Regions from separate parts of the Ovis aries genome. Here region 1 is linked to region 2. A link is a contact called in public Hi-C data. All regions are on one chromosome and are shown on one strand. The core of a region is the stretch at or near the end of the contact, and the rest is flanking DNA. Distances in the headings are between cores, read along the strand shown. Region 1 overlaps KANSL1 (KAT8 regulatory NSL complex subunit 1). Region 2 overlaps MAPT (microtubule associated protein tau).

Region 1 (2,781 bases), core at 86-2,585, 170 kb before region 2:
AAGTTTTTTATCCTCTTAGAGACCTGGTGTCTTCATCTGTGAAAAGGGTATAATTATAGTATCTAGATCCTGGGGTGGATTTTGTAACAACTAAATGAGTTTGTTGATGCGAAGTGCTTAGAATAACACTTGGTATGTGCTCAGTAAACATGAGCTACTAATTTTCTTCATGACATCTGTTTGCTAGGGCTGCCATAACAAAGTGGCACGAAGTAAGTGGCTTAAACAACAGACATGTATTGTCTCTGAGCTCTGCAGGCTAGAAGTCTGAGGGCAGGGGCATTCTCCATCCGAGGGCCCTTGGGCAGGATGTCTTCCAGGCCTTTACTCTAGCATCTGGTACATCTTTGGCTTTTAGCCGCATAACTGCAGTCTGTGCACTAAGTTCTCTCTGTGTATGTATCTCTTTTGTTCAAAAATTCTCCTTTTTAAAAGGACAGCAGTCATATTGGATTAGGGCACATTCTAATCACCTCATTTTAACTTGGTTATCTCTGTAAAGACTCTTTCTCCAATTGTGGTCACATTCTGAGGTACGCAGAGTTAGGAGTCCAAAATATCTTCTTGAGGGTTGGAGAACACCATTCAACTCATAACAGCATCCTTTAGCCTTGACAGCCCCATAGATTAATGTTATTCATCAAGGGTAGCAGACCTCCAGTACTTATACATAGGAAATGAAAATTTGGGTGCAAATTGGTCACATGATTTAAAGAAGTAGATTGTTTCTTTAGGTGTCTCATATATTTGTCCTTTTATTTATTTTTATTGAAGTATAATTATTTACAAGGTTGTTTCTGGTGTATAGCAAAGTGATACATAACTGAATCACTTTCAGATTTTTTTCAATTAATATTTATTGCAGGGTATTGGATATATAGTTCCCTGTGCTATAGAGTAGGACCTTGTTTATCTTATTTGTCTTTAATATCTAGATTTTTGTTGTTGAGACTTTAGATTTATATAAAATTGACACTTTAGAAGGTGGTAATATTCTTTTTGTTTAGCTATCAGTAAAATTCCGATTTGAAAGATTAAGGTCAAGATTACAGTCTGCTCTGCGTGTCTCATCCTTTGTGAAAATTGATGAAACCTTGGGATTTCCTTACTGCGTAAGAATTAGGCCCAGGTACCTGTCTCAAATGAACACCTCCTTGTCTGTGTGAATGGAGAGACGTTTTATATTCAATCAGATGCCATATTTGAAGAAACAGGCATGGTTATCCTCCACCATTTGACTTCTTTTGGGAATGGACAGTATGGGTCATTCCAGCGAGAGCAGGACCTTGAGGAAGTTCCTCCTGTGGCCCAGTTGATATGGCCCGCCCTCTGCTTCCATTCCCCTCCTGTTTGTCTTGAGGGTAAAGTTCAACCTTTGTGACACAGCGTATAGACACATGATGGTCTGGCTACTATTTTGTTTCAAAATCTTTCTCTGCAGGCCAGTTACACCCTTTTGTTTGATGGTTTCCTCTCATGAAACTCATATTAATACTGTGAAAGTTTTGAAAATTTTTCTAATAGATATTACATGCTTTTCTGCCTCCTTAAGAAAGCACCCTGTACAAAATTTTATTTTAAATAATAATTCAGAATTACAGAAGATTTTCCCTATGTACGTCCTAACTGTACTGTGCTGAGATATAATGTGTCTTTGCAGGTCGTAAGGTAAACTGTATTCATGGAGTAGTGTGTGCATATATTTCATACTCTTGGGCCAGTCTTCATACTCTTTTGTCTGATTAATCTACTTTCTTGATCGCCTACCTTAGTATCCGGCTGTTACTGGCCTTGCTCCAGCCTCCAGCAGCTCTCCCCTCTATTTTAATGCCTTCTTTCTCTGGGAGGTTAGGATATCAGCAAACTAAACTTGTATAAATTATTTGCCAGGGAAGGTGAATAGACCTTTGATGATGGCTAGAGTGAGCCATCTTGCTCCAGTATTTATCCAACCAAGTATTCTATGGATAAAATACGTGAAAAGTGACGGCTTTTTGAGCATCTAATGCAATTGTGTGATTTTGCTTGTGTGCATTTTATGGAGAGGAAGAGTCCATTACTTTCCTCAGCTTTTTACGGTGGTCTGGGACTACTTTTGATAAATACGTGCTATGGAATTGCTCTGTTAATTGTCATCAGAGGCTAGTTCCCCAATTCCTTCTCCTGTCTACCTGTCCTGAGAGGACGTGTTGGGTAATTGTTTGGACTGGGGGAGGAAGGGCCATTTGACTAGGCCAGAGAGGGTGCTGACCATGCCGAGGCAGAGCCGGGGAGAGAAAGTCGTGAGCAGGAGAGCAGCTCTGGGCATTGAGGACAAAGGGGGTAGCCATCGTAAGTTCTGGAAGCTCAGAGAATATATTTACATACTTGACTTGAAGAAATAGAAAAATACTATCTTTTTAAAGAATTATATTTTGGTTCTGAACAATCTAGTGATTTTAGTTTTTGCTAGATTTTTTTCTTGCTTCGAAATCATCTTGTGACCTGTTTGCCACCTAGATCATAGTTTAATGAGACAGTTGGATAAGAGTGAAAACAGGAGTAAAAGAATCAACGCATATAATGCTACAATTCTAAAAGCATCTTATTGTGGAGGGTTCTTCAGAAGTTAGGCAGCTCCCTTGCTTACAGAGAAAACCTTTTTCCACAGAGCCTGTGGGGAAGAGACCCTTCTTGGGCCCACCCTACCCCTGTCTTTGTTTCTTCTCATACTAGGCCACCTCTCTGGTCTCTCGAGCTATTTTTTCCTCCTCATAGAGACCTCTGTCTGTCATTTGTCCC
Region 2 (2,969 bases), core at 237-2,736:
CCCCGGGTCAGGGAGGGGGGACTGGAGCTGCTGTCCTCTCCTGGGCTTCAGGTGTTCACAGCCGAGGGTTCCCCAGTGTCAGGAGCTGGTCTCTGTTGGGTCCCCGATGCTGATGGAAATCTTTCATCAACTGGGAGAGCCACATGGGCCTTCTGGATCTGAGTCCCCGCTGTGGGGTGAGAGACACCTAGGACTCCCACGAGGGCGGGTTAGAAACCTCTTTACAAGCATTTCAAGATACATGCGTCCTTTTTTTTTTTTTTTTCTTTTCACTATCATAGTCACTCTGGTGAATCCAAGCATAAACAGACAAATCAGACTACAAGGCGACAGGGTGTGGACGGGGAGGGGAGGGCGACATCTATGTATATGTTCAGCTGCTCCAGGACAGACCACCCTGCTTCCCGCTGGGACAGGGCGGGGAAGAACCAGTTCCGAGGGGGCACGTTTCCCTTTACGGGGTGCGGAGGGCTGATGACACAGACTTGGGGTCGAGCAGCGGCTGGGCTCCAAGAGGCTGGCAGTCACAAGCTGGGGCAGAAGTGGGGGACAACGGGGGCGTGGTCCTGCCCTCGGGGCCTTGCCCGCCTGCCCCAGGGCCATGGCAGGCATCCGGGACGGCCAGCCTGCTGCCAGCTCGGCACTGGACGGGGATCGGGCCCAGACAAGGCATGGACATCCAGGGTCACTGCGAACCCCACCCTGGCTTGCGACTGTGATGGCGGTGGGGGCAGGGAACTGAGTAAGGTCGTGGGGGCCTTCGTGAGGGACACAGCTGGATGCCTATAACTCAGACAGATGGAGGTTCCTGGTGTCCGGACCTCGCCCTCCTTGACTTCCCCCTTGGTATAAAGCAGGTGTCGCCCCATCAGAACAATGTCCATTACCGAGAAGGGGTGGGTGGTGGGGCGGGGAACTCGGGACAGCGTGACGTAGTGAGGGGACAGGCAGTGACCAGGCTCCGCACGGCAGACACACAGGCGTGGTGGGGGCAGACGCAGGGCTGCATGGCCGTGGGAAGGAGGAGAGGTTTAGGACCGGAGGCCCAGGCTTGGAAACAGGCAGGTGCTCCCAAGAGGCACAAGTCCTTACAAAGAGAACTGGTTAGCCCTAAGTTCCAGATCTGTGAGGTGGCCAAAAACGCGGCTGCAGTTCCCACCTTCAGAACTCAACAAAACGGGGGGTTCCAGGGGGCGGAGGGAAGCCCCTCAGCTCAGGAGCCCCCACCCACCCTGCGAGAAGCGAGGAAGAGGCCAGCGCTCGGTGGTCTTTTCCAAGGAGGTGACCCACACGACGTCCTTCCCATCACCTTTCTTCTGCCCCGTCCCTTCTCCCCGCAGAGGGTAGGCCTCCGCCGACCCCGAGCCCCAAGAACCGGACGCCGCTTGGTCCGAGGCTGCGGCGGGCGGCGGAGGCTGTGCCCTGCCCGCGGCCCTCCAGGCAGGCCCCAGCGTCCCCGCCCCTCACAGGCCCCGCCCCCAAGGCCCCTTCCGCTTCCCGCCCCGCCCCCTGCCCGCCCCGCCCACCCCGTCCTGCTCCAAAGGCGCCTCGTGCGCCTGTGGCTCCACCGAAGTGCCAAGTTTCAAGCCCCTTGTTGCCACTGCTGCCTCGGGGACACCCCCAGAATGGGGCACCCCCCCAGGCCTGGAGAGTCCCCGGAAGCAGCTTGCAGAGCCTCCCTTCTCCCTCTTCCACTCAGAGGGGAAAAAAAAAGAATCAAAGTAACTGCCCAAGGAAATTCTGGGTGGACCCTCTTTTGGAGTGTTTTTAAAAATACTTTATTAGGACTGGCCCACCCATCAATTTGGAAAGCTGAACTTGGCTCTGTTCCGGTCACTGATTTGGAAGCCCCGAGCCAGAGCTGAGCGACAAGCAGGTTAGTGATTAACCGATGAACCGATCTGTGAGGAGCAGCTGGGGGAGGGCAGAGGGCGAAGGGCCAGAGCATTATTCTTTTTTTTCCCACACTCTCCCACTCTCTTCTCTCCACGATTATTGACCGCCCCGGGGCCTGATCACAAACCCTGCTTGGCCAGGGAGGCAGACACCTCGTCAGCGAGGGTGGCGAGCTGCGGCGAGTCCACCATGTCGATGCTGCCGGTGGAGGACACGTTGCTGAGGTGCCGGGGGGACGTGTCCCCCGACACCACGGGTGACTTGTACACGATCTCCGCCCCATGGTCGGTCTTGGCTTTGGCGTTCTCGCGGAAGGTCAGCTTGTGGGTTTCGATCTGTAAGAGAAGAGCAGGCAGGCTAAGGAGGAGAGCTGGGCCGGGTGACCGCCCGCTGGCCTTGGGAGGGAGGGAGCCATGGTGGCGCCGACGGCTTCATGGCTTCCCAACAACTAAGCTGCACCATGCTAGTCACCTGCCAGCCAGCCCCCCAGGCCCCCTCTCCAGAAGCAGAGACCGTTGTGGGTTTTTTGTGTGCCCTTCTAGGAATAGCCCACACATGCAAACATGTACGTGTGAGAAAAAATACATATACATGTACATACAGGCATATATGTATAAATACATATACATACACAGGTACATACTACATATGGCACCAGTATCCACATGCTTTGCACTCTACCTTGCGTTGCACTGCTTGTTGAGGCTGTGTGCTTTCCCATGGCAGCAAATATACCAAAATGTATCTACTCCCCTGCGGGTAGATATTTAGGCTGTTCCAACCTTTGCTCTCACAGACAATGCTGTGTGAAAAATGCTGAATAACCTTGTACTCACATCATTTCACATATGTACTGTGTCTCCTAGAAGTGGGATTGCTAGTAGGTCAAAAGGCATGTGCATTTCGCGTGGATGTGCACATGCACTTTGCCAGACTGCAGATGAAAGTGTGGAAAGAGAGGCTGCAGGAGATACAGGGAGGGGCCCAGATCCCCAGCCATCCAGCTTTGAGCTGAACACATTCCTCCCCTTTGCCAGTGACGGATGAACCCTAGAGGTGGCAGCTGCTGTGGG

Evidence for each region. A called contact is a pair of places that touch in the nucleus more often than the background predicts.
Region 1: a contact with region 2 is called in a Hi-C map of liver, with 3 times the contacts expected there. The contact joins two enhancer-like sites. A contact is called at or near these places in 5 of 16 Hi-C or Micro-C datasets (blood, hypothalamus, liver and 2 more).

The regions. Positions count from the first base shown.
Region 1 is chr11:45,907,490-45,910,270 of ARS-UI_Ramb_v3.0, reverse strand. All of the region lies in intron 2 of KANSL1 (KAT8 regulatory NSL complex subunit 1), which reads left to right. Among named protein-coding and RNA genes, the nearest start is that of KANSL1, 6.7 kb to the left of the region's middle. Within about 2 kb of position 1,335, at least 2 of the 54 cell types and tissues checked have an H3K27ac peak or open chromatin away from gene starts, as enhancers often do. A contact at or near this core is called in liver, where this site is marked.
Region 2 is chr11:45,741,493-45,744,461 of ARS-UI_Ramb_v3.0, reverse strand. It overlaps MAPT (microtubule associated protein tau), which reads right to left. Exons shown (of 9, transcript XM_042256134.2): 9 at 1-2,231. The coding sequence ends at 2,016. Among named protein-coding and RNA genes, the nearest start is that of MAPT, 120 kb to the right of the region's middle. Within about 2 kb of position 1,486, at least 23 of the 54 cell types and tissues checked have an H3K27ac peak or open chromatin away from gene starts, as enhancers often do. A contact at or near this core is called in liver, where this site is marked.